Regions from separate parts of the Sus scrofa genome. Here region 2 is linked to region 1. Evidence: chromatin contacts called from public promoter capture Hi-C data. All regions are on one chromosome and are shown on one strand. The core of a region is the stretch at or near the end of the contact, and the rest is flanking DNA. Distances in the headings are between cores, read along the strand shown.

The links. Promoter capture Hi-C pulls out the DNA fragments that hold promoters and counts their contacts.
Region 2: a contact with region 1 is called in a promoter capture Hi-C map of fetal liver, with 3 times the contacts expected there. The contact joins the promoter of CFAP97 here to the promoter of CENPU in region 1. A contact is called at or near these places in 1 of 5 promoter capture datasets (fetal liver) and 2 of 47 Hi-C or Micro-C datasets (liver and skeletal muscle).

Annotation. Positions count from the first base shown.
Region 1 is chr15:45,847,394-45,854,262 of Sscrofa11.1, reverse strand. It overlaps CENPU (centromere protein U), which reads left to right and starts at 2,802. Exons shown (of 12, transcript XM_013984043.2): 1 at 2,802-3,177; 2 at 6,207-6,255. The coding sequence starts at 3,146. It overlaps PRIMPOL (DNA-directed primase/polymerase protein), which reads right to left. Exons shown (of 15, transcript XM_021076332.1): 15 at 3,211-3,317. The coding sequence ends at 3,298.
Region 2 is chr15:46,253,329-46,260,197 of Sscrofa11.1, reverse strand. It overlaps CFAP97 (cilia- and flagella-associated protein 97), which reads left to right and starts at 2,720. Exons shown (of 7, transcript XM_021075563.1): 1 at 2,720-2,826. The coding sequence starts at 2,810.

The DNA.
Region 1 (6,869 bases), core at 1,553-4,052:
CCATAATTAATTGTGTGAGATAATTCCATAAAACTATCTATCTATCTATCTATCATCTATCTATTTATCTATCATGTATCTACACACACATAGCTGTCTGTCTGTCTGTCTACCTACACACACACACACACACACATATCCTATTAGTTCTGTCTCTCTGGAACTCTGGCTAATAATGGTAGGTACATCATGACAGCTCATCTAATCAGAGTAAATCTTAGGCCTTCTTCTGGGAATGCTGGGACATAGCTGCTCTCTGTCTCTGAAGGATGGAATTCTGAGGTGAGACTTGGAAGGGCTGCCAGATGCAAGCTCTGGGCCAGAGTCCTCAGATCTAGTGCAGCCAGAGCCACTTACTACCTGCGGGGCTGCTGCTTAGTTTCCTCATATGTACAGTGGGATTCTGGAGCCTACCACATAGGGTTACTGAGAGGATTAAATGGTTTCATAAATACTAAACACTTAGAACAATGACTAGATCATAGTAAAAGCTCAATAAATCCAGGCGATGATGATGATAATGGCAGGATCCAGGCTGAGGAAAAGGCTGACCATATAAGAAGGGCAAGAAAATGGATTCAAAGCCTTGATGGCTTCTCCAACCTCTAGCTCAAACTAAGCTTGACAACCATCCTAGCACTGGACTTTTCAGTGACATGAGTTCATAAATTGCTTTATTATTTAAACCTATTTGGTTTGAGTTTTTATTTCCATCCAGAGCACTGAACCTCTTCTTGTTTTAACAACTGGATAGTTTCTTTTTTTGGACCCATAGCACAAAAGGTTTGACAACAGTCGCTTTCCTGGGAAATGAAACTTCCTTTCCACATTCCCTTTCTTATTCCTCCCTCCCTCTTTCCTTCCTTCCTTCCTTCCTTCCTCCTTCCTTCCTTCCTCTCTTTCTCTCTCTTTCTTGGCAGCACCCACAGCATGCAGAAGTTCCTTGGCCTGGGATAGAATGTTAACCATTACGCCACGAGACAACTCCCCTGACACTCTTAAGGGTGACAATTTTCTGAGATTCCAGGAACACTATTTCTACATTCAGTGGGGAAGTACCTTCAATACCTCAAAGGCAATTTACTCTTCTCTGGCAATTGCCCTAGTGATTCATAGGTGGGGTGAGCAGGTATTTTTCTGAAAAGGAATCAGGATGGACCTATAACCAAGGAGAATATGATCAACTTAAGAGAAATGCAATCAAAAACACAATAAGATACCATTTAACTTGCTAGTTAGGTAAAACATTTAAAGTATTGAAAATTCTAAGTATTGACAAGTATATGTAACCAGGAAGATTTTATTAATTGCTTATAAAACAATGTGTAAATATTGGCATTCTCACATAGCTGAAAATGTCTCTATCCCATGAGACAATAATAGCTCTGCTGCGTCTATCCCTGTCTCGTAGCTGTGTACCCTGCAGGACACTTACAGGGACGTTTAGCTGGGCATCATTGGTAACAGCAGAAAGACTGAAAACAACTGATCTATCCATACATAGAAGAATGAATAAAGAAAATGTGATATATTTACTTAATGCATTACAAAAATGAATGCATGAGAGCTACATGCATCACTGTGAATAAACCTAAAATTTATATCTTTGAGTAAGAGCACTTGCACAATACATCCAAATATTATTTGTATAAAGTTTAAAAATATACAATAAATAACATTTTAGGAATATAGCAAGGTAGAAAAACATGGGAATGAGAAACGCAACATTGGAAGTGTGGTTATCCTTGGAAGAAATGATAAATAAATATATATATATGTATTACTTTGTAATTATGTAATTAAGTAAATATATATGTGTGTGTGTGTGTGTGTGTGTGTGTGTGTGTGTGTGTGTGTATAGTCTATTTAGGGCTGCACGCATGGCATATGGCGGTTCCCAGGCTAGGGGTCCAATCAGAGTTATAGCCACTAGCCGATGCCACAGCCACAGCAATGCCAGATCCAAGCTATGTCGCCACCTACACCAAAGCTCACTGGCAATGCCAGATTCCTAACCCACTGAATGAGGCCAGGGAGCAAACCTTTGTCCTCATGGATACTAGTCAGATTCATTTCCACTGAGCCACGACAGGAACTCCAGGAATGATAAATATTAATTTCCTATCCAGTGGTGACCATCTGTGTGCTCCATTTTATCTTTGTATATGCTATATTATGTGCATGAACTCTAATAATTTTTATTGTGGTGATATATACGTAACATATAGTTTAGCATTTTAGCCACTTTCAACTGTACCATTTAGTGGCACTACTTAAGAATATTCACATGGCTATGCAACCATCCACCATTAGCCACTTCTAGAACTCTTTCATCATCCTAAACTGTGCTTTTTGATGTCTTGATTCAAGATATCATTGCTAGATCCAATGTCATAAAGCTTTTGCCCTATATTTTCTTCTAAGAGTTTTATAGTTTTAGCCCTTATAGTTAGGTCTTTGATCCATTTTGAGTGAGTTATTTTTTTTGGGGGGGTGATAGGGGTCCAAAATCATCTTTTGCAGGATAATGCATTTTTTAGAGAGAAAGTAAAGAATCAGAGAATATTAGCTCCAGAAAAGGCCCTCCCCACTTATGAGTGAAAAAACTGGGGTAGAAATAAAATAATAAGCCAAGATGACACAACTGATTACAGGCGTTGGCAGACTAAAAATCAAACCTTATTTCCAAATCTTTACTCTAGATAGCTGCGCAGGCGCTTAAGCACCCAGCGGTCCCACCCTGGGTTTGGATCCGCCCCTCACAGGCGGGCGCCCTCTCCAGTTCCGGCTCTGGCTCCTCCCCCTCCCGCCCCCAAGGGCGGGCCCTGGCGGCTCTGACTCTTTGGAACTTAGGAAAAAGGGCGAGGCACGTGGGTGAGAGGAAAAACCCGACAAATGTTTGGCGTATCATGCACTGTCAGCAACTGGTTTTAAAGCCTGGACTCCAAATCCGCTCTAGCGCAGTACCAGACCGGGTTTTTTCTAGCGCTCTAGGACGGGGAAGAGCCCTAGCCCGCCTGTGTGTAAGACCGGGCGCGGGGCGGGAGGCGTGCCCGCGTGCTCGGCCCCGATTGGCCGCTGGGAGCAGCGCGGGGTTTGGCGGGAGCTTCAGGAGCTGCGCGGGCGCAGGGAGCTGTGGGCCGTGATGGCCCAGCCGGGACGAGTAACGCGCTCAGGGTAGGTATTGAGGACCCTCGCGACGCAGGTTGGGGCCCACTTTATCTTCTTTCTCTTCCGCGGATCTTGGGCCTCTCGGAGCTGTTGGTGCTGCCTGGTTCTGGCACTGTGCTGTTTGTCCTAGCGATAAGTTTCCAGGTCTGTAAAAGGGGAGTAATAATAGTCACAATTTTCTAGGAATTACGGGGAAGCTTAGAGGAGTTACAGTTTATAACGGTGCCTGACGGGCAGGCGAGAACGCTGGCTAGTGTTAGCATCATTTTGGGTGAGTGTAGTCTAAAGTAGACAAAACATTTTAAAACGAACTGTCCAACAAATAACTTATGAGGGCGTACCACTCTACCACTTGCCAGACATCACATTCTAGTGGCTTTTACACTCTGGCTGGTAGTCAGTATTCTTATTTTCAAGACCTTGCTTGTTTTTATAACACAAACCACAGACCATAAAGTTGAACTACATCTCCGGCCGGCTGCTTGTGGTTCTTAAAGGAGCACTCCAGCCAGGATGGGGCAAGGTTTTTTGTTTTTAATCAAAAAGGGCATGCAATTTAAAATAGATTGCAAAACTGCTCTCTAAAATGTTATTCCCTCTGGATTTGTTGGCAAGTATCTTGCTGGTGGTGTCTGGTCCTGGCTGGAGGGGCCTTGGCTTGCTTTGATTAGTCTGCAAAGGAGTTCCACCTGGACCGTGGGAAGGCTTCCCGGAGAAGGTGCATTTGTAGATGTGGGGTGATGGTAGAGGCAAGCCGACAGCATAGGGGAAAGGCTGGGGCAAGACAAAGCAGGGAGGTGGAGTAAACTGAGACTAGATTCCAGTGGCCAGTGGGGAAGAACCTAAGACGCCCACAGTGGGGAGGAGGACTGGGAAAAAATATTGGAGCCTTGAAACATCAGGTGACAAGAGTTAAACTTTATCTGCTAGGCCAGTGGGGGGGTGGTTCTCTCTCTCTGTACACAAACATATACACATACATGTAACATTTTTGCCTTTTGAGATTCATGAAATCTGTTCATCCTCCCCCCCCAAAATGAAAGTTTGACATATGTTATCAAGGAGATTTCCATCTTTTAGGAGTCTCTTCTTGCTCCTTGCCTAGGTGAGAAGGAAACTTGACCTGTGGATCTGAGCACAGATAAGGCAGGGGTCCTTAGAAAGAGTAGGTTAAGAAAGTATGTGATCGGTTTCTAGTCCCATTTCTGTCACTTGGCTGTGACCACTGACGTTACTTACCTTTCCAGGACCCCAGAATCATAGATGCCTTACACCAATACCTATTCTCCCTTCTTTGGGGTCTGAGATTCAAATAAAGCAGTGGTTTTCAAAGTGTGGTTCCCTGACCAGCTGCACTAGGAGCATGCTAGAAATGCAAAAGCGTAGAGGCCATCCCAGGTTTACTGAATCAGCTGCTGCTCTGGAGATGGGCTAAGTGGTCTGTTCTAACAAGCCCTCCAGGTGAGTCTGATGCCTGAAAGCTTGAGAACCAAACTTTTTCTGTTCTTACTGTAATTCACAGCAATGATGTTTACATCACAGTGAGTACACACACACACAGTACGTACACACACATAAAACAAGGGGTATATGAAATACTATGTTCAGTGCATGGTACTATTATATTTTATATTCTCTTCTTAAGATTTCGGAGTTCCCGTCGTGGCGCAGTGGTTAACGAATCTGACTAGGAACCATGAGGTTTTGGGTTTGATCCCTGGCCTTGCTCAGTGGGTTACGGATCTGGCGTTGACATGAGCTTTGGTGTAGGTCGCAGACGTGGCTCCGATTTGGTGTTGCTGTGGCTCTGGTGTAGGCCGGCGCTGCAGCTCCGACTGGACCCCTAGCATGGGAACCTCTATATGCCACAAGTGCAGCCCTAGAAAAGACAAAAAAGAAAGAAAATTTTCTTCTTGTTTTTTGGGGGTTTTATTTGTCCTTTTAGAAAATGCTGAGTGTGGGGGAAAGGTTAAAGGATGTGATGGGGCAGTTGATGAAACTTGGATATGATTAGATAATTATGTCAGTGACCTGAAAATTGTGCTGTGACTACACAAGATTTCAGCTCCCTAGGAAGGACACACTGCAGTATTCCCCATTTACCGAATACATACAGAAAGCAGATGAGGCAACATGTAAACAGTAGTGAAGTGGGGCAAAAGGTATACAGAAGGCTTAGACTATTGTCACAACTTTCCTGTAGGTTTGAAATGATATCAAAGTTACTCAAAGAAACACTGGTTCAGACACTAAACTGACTTTGCTACGCACTCTTGGGGGTATGCAGGGCATGTCTGAAGTCAGGTCTGTGTATGGGGACATCCCCGTTGCCCTCCCACCTCTCTTGGTGCACGGACAGTAGGATTTCCTGCTTATTTTCTGTTTCCTTTCTGGTTTGTTACATCTTCCTTATTTTAAGCTTGTTGGAGATGCTCGGGCTTTATCCCCTTGTCCTAATGCCCACAGGAAGGGGCCTGAAGGGGTAGAAAGTGAGGAGGGCTCTGGGTTGAAACTGATGCAGATTTTAATTTGAGATTCCCTTCCTCTTGGCTGCATGTTGCTTTGGGCAAAAAGACATCTGGACCATGGGGTTCACGTCTTCTTAAGGCCCACTGTGGAGCCACATGAGAGAATGCGTGTGAAAGAGCAGGCACCGTATGGAACGGGCTCGGGTGCTTGACAAAGTTTCGGGACCTCTCGCTCATCTCTGCAGAAAGTCAGCCCTTGTTGATGTGACCTCAGGAACAAGGATGACAGCAGGGTTAGGGGGTTTCTGTATCCCTGAGAGCAGAGCTATGCTGTTTATACAAAGGTGATATGATTAGACCTAGAAAAAAATGTTCAGCGCATGAGAGATGGGCTTGGCTTTCTAAAAGGGTTTTGCCCTGTGCATTTCACCATGTGCGTGTTGTTAGTACAACTAATGAGGAATGTGACTTGGAGAGAAAATGCTTGGAAGAGGTTGTAAGTTCTGGTGTTTCCCCTTTACTTTTAAAGCTTTCCTAACTCGTGTGTGTGTGTTTGCTCTTTTATAGTGCAAGATATTCAGAGAACACTGTAGGAAGAACACAGTCCATGAAAGATGTAAGTTATCTTTTTATATTTTAATATAACTTTCTCATAATTGGCAATACAGAGATTAAAGATTGTACAACATTTAAAGATCATGCAACATTCTGTATTTGCTTTTTTTTTCACTTATAGCCATTTCTCCATATTGTTGTAATTTTCTTTTTTTTTTTTCTTTCTTGTTTTGCTTTTTAGGACTGCACCATAGCATATGGAAGTTTGCAGGCTGGGGTTGAATGAGAACTACAGCCACAGCAACTTGGGATCTGAGCCCGGTGACCTATACCATAGCTCATGGCAATGCTGGATCCTTAACCCACTGAGTAAGGCCGGGGATCGAACCTGCATCCTCATGGATATTAGTGGGGTTCGCAACCCACTGAGCCACAAGGGGAATTCTTGCGAGTGGTAGTTTTGTTTGGTCTCTTAGTTTTCTTCCATCTCCTGTATACCTTCCAGAATTTCCCCATATTTTCTTGTCCATTAAAGGCACTTGTCCATATTTTCCAGAGCTACTGCGGATGGTTTTCTTCCTTTATATTGTGGGCTTTCATCAGGATTTGGTGAGCAGTCTTAGGCAGCTTATTAGTAGATTGCACTGTAAACCTGTCTCTCTCCTGAACTCAGGA
Region 2 (6,869 bases), core at 1,471-3,970, 410 kb before region 1:
TACCCATTAAACAATAACTTTCCCCATTCCCTTCTCCCTCTTGGAATTACTATTCTAATTTCTGTTGCTACAACTTTCCTATTTTAGGTACCTCATCTAAGTAGAATATTTGTCCTTTTGTGTCTAGCTTCTTTCACCTAGCATAATGTCTTCAAGGGCATCCATGTTGCAGAGTGTACCAGAATTTTGTTTCTTTTATGGCTGAATAATGTTCCATTATATGTATATTCGACATTTTGTTTATCCACTCATCTGTGGACATTTGGGTTGTTTCCATCTTTGGGCTCTTGTGAGTAATGCTGCTATGAATAGGGGTGTATACATATCTATTTGAGATTCTGCTCTCAATTCTTCTGGGTATGCACTCAGATATGAAATTGCTGGGTCATATGGTAATTCCACATTCAATTTTTTGAGGAACTGCCACAGTTTTCCACAGGAGCCACACCATTTTACATTCCCACAAACAATGCACAAGGGTTCACAATTTTCTGTATCTTTGCCAATCTTTGTTATTTTCTTTTAATTTTTAAAATAGCACCCAAATGCATGTGAAGTGATATCTCATGGTTGTAATTTGCATTTCCCTACAATGAGTGAGGCCGAACAGCTTTTCACATGCTTACCAACATCTTCTTTGGAGAAACAGCTATTTAACTCCTTTGTATAATAAACTTTTGACCACAGAGTAGACAACCATCCCTGGAAAATGGTACCAGCACTGTTTTATCAAGCAAAACTGAGTAAAATCCTTTTAGCCTACTAAAAGAACAGAAAGATGATTCTCTGTACTTGATAGTCAGGACCAACAAGTTCAAAATGCATTATGAAGACAGAAAGGAAATGGAGTTCCTGTCTTGGCGCATGGGGTTGGAATCCGACTAGGAACCATCAGGTTGCAGGTTCAATCCCTGGCCTCACTCAGTGGGTCAAGGATCCGGCATTGCCGTGAGCTGTGGTGTAGGTAGCAGATGTGGCTCGGATCCCGAGTTGCTGTGGCTCTGGTGTAGGCCAGTCACTACAGCTCCGATTAGACCCCTAGCCTGGGAACATCCATATGCCACAGGAGCGGCCCTAGAAAAGGCAAAAAGACAAGAAAGAAAAGAAAAGAAAAGTCAACTCCTTAGTGAGACTCCTTGGGAAAGTTCCTAACTTTCTTTACACTTTCATGTAAAAAAGATTAAGTACCTATTGGATTCATTTATTGCTGCTATAACAAATTACTGCAAATTAAATGGTTTAAAACAACACAAATTTATACTCTTACCATCCTAGGGGTCCAAAGTGCACAAAAAAGGTACGAACTGGGCTGCATTTCTTCCGGGAGCTTCAGGGAGAATTCCTTTCTTTCTCTTCCTCAGCTTCCAGAGGTGCCTTGCACTCCTTGGATCACTGCCTCTTACATCACTCTGACATCTTGCTGCCTTTTATTTTTTTATTTTTATGTTTAGGGCTGCACCCACACATATGGAAGTTCCTAGGCTAAGGGCTGAATCAGAGATACAGGCTGGCACCCTACATCACAGCCACAGCAGCAGGGATCCAAGCCCATCTGGGACTTACACTGCAGTCCACAGGCAACTCCTGATCCTTAACCCACTGATGGAGGCCAGGGATTGAATGCGCATCCTCATGGATATTAGCCACAGTGAGAACTTCCATTTTTTAACTAAAAAATGTTCGCAGTTTATTGAGGTATAATTAACACATAATATTGTATAAGTTTAAAGTGTACAACAAAATGATTTAGGTACATATTACAAAATGATCACAACTCTAGTTACCATTGGTTAACAACCTCACACACATACACTTTTTTTTTTTTTCTTAGGCAGAAAATTTTTAAGATCTATTCTTTCAGGAAACTTCAAATATACAACACAATATTAACTAAAGTCACCATGCTATACATTACAACCTCTTGCTTATGTGACCCTGTCTCTTATTACTGACTTCAAAGTTCTTGTAAGTACCCTTGGGATTACATTGAGTTCACCTGAAATAACCTAGGTTGACTTTCCCATCTCAAGATCCTTAATCACAGAGCAAAGTCCCTTCTGCCACGTGAAGCAGCATAGTCACAGGTTCTGGGGATTAGAAGGTGGACAACTGTGAGGGGTTATTGTTCTACCACCCCTACTATGTGCCTGTGAGTTCAAAAACGAAAAATTGCAGCATTTAAATATATTGGACAGAAATCATTTTTCTCTTAGACGGTTTTAACTACAAATTTCATTTACCAGTAATTAGAGTACTTCCTAACACATTACCAGCCAATCGCCCGTTGAACTAACTAGTTGTTTGACCTGAACACTGCTGATACAATCACATAGTCGCCTACATATTTATTATTGCTGTTGTTGTTTGGGTACGAAATTACAGGAGAGAGCAGCTTTCCTTACTAAACCAGCAACCTTAACCTCCAGGCCCACCCGCACTGCCACTGACAGCGGAGGGGGCAGCAGGGAACACCTTGACCGTGCACCGGTCGGCTGAGGGTCTGGGGGTTTCTGTCTTCCTGCGTCCCTTCCAATTCGAGAGGAGAGTCGCCGGCCCGGCCTCGAGCTCCCCGCCTCCCAGGGCTGTGGGGGCCCACCGCGCTCTGCGACGCCCGCCACGAGGAGCCGCTCCACGCCAAGCGTCTGGGACAGCCCGGTTCCCGCAGGACTCGCCCTGCCCGCTGCGACTTCTTTCCCTTTCCGCTCCGTCCGCCTCCGGAAGCTCCGGCCGCCTCGGCGCGAGGAGGAGGCTGCGGGAGCGCGTGCGCGTGCGCGAAGCCGGAACGCCGCGGCGGCGCGGGGCGGCTGCCATGGCCGCGGCGTCCAGGTGAGCGCGTGCGAGGGACCCCTTCCTCCCGCCGCGGCGTGCCAGCCCCGGTTCGGGATCCGTTTTCTTTTCCGGAGCCCAGGCTGCGGCTAGCAAGCGGGGTCGGTATGCGGAAGCTGGTGTGGGACGTTGGGAAGGTGGGCCGGCCAGGGCCCCCCACCCCTCCGGCCCGGGCAGCCCCTTGGGCTGCGGGTGTAACCGCAACAGAGGCATCTGGGCTGCGGAGCCGTGGGCCCAGACCCCCAGCCGCCGGGATGGGAGGGCTCGGTTTACCATCGGGGCGCATTCGAGGGTGGTGTGGGGGTCGGCTCGGCCCTGAATTAAGATGTGGTCGCCACCAGGATGCCGGTTCCGATCACCGCCGCGCACCTCCGCGGGCTTAACCCGGAACCCTGAGGCGGGAGGGGATGTCAGTTATCAGCTACCTCGCGGGGTCAGGAGGGGGTTCTGAAAGGAATCTGAGCTCTTGGAAAACAGTTTACTTTGGGCGGAGATTTTCGTGTACCCAGTTGGTTCCCTTCTTTGGATCAAATCATACATCTCACTACAGAAATGTAATGTCACGGTATCAAAATGACAGTTTTAAAAAATGCCAGATTCTTATGTGCGTTTTCCTAATGTAACATGAAACCGTTAATATTTCTCCTGGAGGCTCTGCAGAGCTGAACAAACGGTGAGCATCCAAGTGACTCCCGGTAGCTTTGGCAAATACTTGTCTTCCTTGAGCACCAGCAGGGTTACTGTGGTGAGGTGAACTGTCATTTAATTTTTACCCTTTCCCAGTATGTTGTAAAGAGAAACGTTACTGTCTTATTAAATCTATATTTTTTTTATTCTCTAATGCAAATTAAATCTCATTAATTTTTAAATGAATGTTACCAAAAGGATTGGTTAGTGGATGGGATAGGTGGATAATTTTTCCGTAAATTAACTCGCCTGAATGTGTAAGTCCTTAAAAGTAGCCCATCTGTTGGATGTTATTAACCTAAATTTAAACCGGAAAAGTCTCCCAGGCACTGGACTATGCATCCCCTATCTTGAACTGCGATCACATAGATGCTTACAACTACTGGGGACTACAGGAACCATGTAAATGCACATGAGGAGATAAGTGATGGGGGGAGGGGAGAAAACTATGGGAAACTCAAGGAAACTAGCTCAAGTGAAAGAGGTGCTTACTCAGCCTGCCAGCAAAGAGCAAAACTGGGGCTCAATCTTAAGACTCCTGACTCCAAACCCCTTCATCAGATAAACATTCCTGGAACGTAGTGTTTCTCAGGTCCTACTTTAGGCACCAGGACATAAAGATGAACATGATAACAGTCTGGGAAGAAGACAGACAAGGCAGGAAACAGCTGTGAAAAAAAAGGGATTTCAAAGAAGTATCTGTAATCATTTGGCTTATGGATGGACTGATACAGACCTAGTTCATGCTGGGTTGGGCAAGGCCATATCCTTCAAATGCATACATCCCCCCTGCAGCACCCCAGCAAATGGATATCCAGTCTTTGCTTCAGTGTTATTTAGCTTAATCTTAGATGGCAACCCATTCCTTTTTTTGGGGGGGGGTGTCTTTTTTTGCCATTTCTTGGGCCGTTCCTGCGGCATATGGAGGCTCCCAGGCTAGGGGTTGAATTGGAGCTGTGGCTACCTGGCCTAGGTTAGAGCCACAGCAATGTGGGATCTGAGCCTCGTCTGCGACCTACACCACAGCTCATGGCAACGCTGAATCCTCAATCCACTGAGCAAGGCCAGGGATCAAACCCGCAACCTCATGGTTCCTAGTCGGATTCGTTAACCACTGAGCCACGACGGGAACTCTGAACCCATTCCATTTTTGAGCAATTCTAATGTTAGAACAGCTTTCTTACATCTGTTGATACAAGTTCCACCTCTGGAACTACAAGTAACAACTCTAAAGCCTTTTTTTCATATCAGAGTCTTTCAAATATCTGAACCTACCCTTTCCCTTTATTCCTATGAGCCCTTGGTCTCTAATATTATAACTTAAATTCTAGACTCTTCACTGTAGCACCCAGAAGTAAGTGTTTTATTAAAAAAGTTGCTTGACCACACAGAATATAATGCAAGTTATCTTAAACTATATGTTGCTACCCCAGTGTGACTTAAAAACATACTAGTCTTTTGGTTTCCATGTCATGCTTTTGCTACATGGAGAGCCCCAGTTTTTTCAACTGAACCTTCTTTTAAAACTCAGTTGGCCTTTCCTCCTCTCCTTCCCCCCATTCTTTACTATTATTGTGTTTGGCTGTTTCAGAGTATCCCTCTCTGCTAGGTTTTTGGCTTATAAATTTTCCTCTGCTTGTTTCAGTTTAGTATAATCCTTCAGAGTGCTGACTCTAGCCAAACTGCCTGGAATCAAATCTCAGCTCTGCTGCTTTCTAGTTATGTGATCTTGAGAATGTTAGTTAACCTGTATGCCCCTCAGTTTCTATGTCTCCAACCTCAAAGTTGTTACCAGTATTAAATGAGTTGTCAGTGAAAAAGTGCTTATAACAATGCTTGGCATGTAATAAAGTCTCTATGAATATCAGCTTCTTTTCTGTTTATCCAGAACCTTTTGAATCCCTGCTTTCAACTATCCATTTCATTTTTCTTTAAAAATTTTTTTTATTTACTTTTTTTTGCCTTTTAGGGCTGAATCCATGGCATGTGGAGGTTCCCAGGCTGGGGGTCCAGTCAGCAGAGCTACAGCTGCCGGCCTATACACCACAGCCAAAGCAATTCGGGATCTGAGCTGAGTGTGCTACCTACACCACAGCTCACAGCAACGATGGATCCTTAACCCACTGAAATCTCATGGTTACCGGTTGGATTCGTTTCTGCTGCACCACAACAGGAACATTTTTCTTTTATTCACCAGTTTGATAACACTTAAAGTTAGAGAAGGCACACTTGGCACAAACAAAATAATCCATCAAGTCATTTCCATTTGCCAGGACTTAGTTTTTTCTTTCCTAATGTAAGGGGGTAAAATCTTTTCCTTTCAAATCTCTTGGGGAAAGGTGAGGGCAGGCCTGGGGAAGAGCATTAGCTCTGACGTTTATTATATGCCTTGTACCATCATGAAGAACTTGGCATAAATTTCATTGAAGGTTTCCGGGGATCACAGAGAAATTCTTCTGCTATGCCACACACAAAAAGGAGGCATGCTGGAAATATTTCAGGATTAGTGACTTCCAGAATTGTCGCTCTCTTTACCAAGAACACCTTTGGAATTCATAACTCTTTGGAAAGGGGATTTGGTCACAAGCTAAGTTAGGGGTAGAGAGTCACAAGTTAAGTCCAAGTTCTTATTGCTTAAGTAAACACATTTACCTAAGGCTACTGGTTAATTTGTGTTGCCAATGAGATTCATCCCAGATAACTTTGTTAGAGCAAAACTGATATATGGCAAATATAGCAAGTAAAATGTGTGGCCAACTCTGCCATATGTATCTAATCCTAACTGTATAGGCCATCTTTTTTTTTTTTTTTTTTTTTTTTTTTTTTTTTCTTTTTTGCAGAGAGCTGTTTCTAAAGCTATATTGCTAAACAAGTCCTGTTTTCCCTTAAAAATCACTATGATGGGCAGGTGGAAGGGTCTTGTTATCTTGCTCACTGTTTACCCTCAAATCATAGATATCAGTAAAAAAAGGGGGGGGAGATAAAGGATCTCAGGGGATTTAAAAAAAAAAAAGCCTTACAGAAGGGCCATGCTTCTAAAACAGAGAACAGTGGTTAGTAACACAATCCTCAAAGCATCCTGCTTTAGAATCCTGGCTGTGCTTTAGAAACCTTGCTCTGCCTCTGTTTCCTCTCGGATAAGTGGCTAACAAAATCTAAAGTTGTAAAGATTCAATGAGTTAATGCTTATAATACACTTAGAACAATGCTAGCATATAAGTACTCAGTACTTTTTAGCTATTAGTAACACCACTAGTGCAAATGAGTATATTTTAGTAATCCTTAAAAATATAAATGTTTTGGAGTTCCCATCGTGGTGCAGTGGAAACAAATCCAACTAGGAACCATGAGGTTGT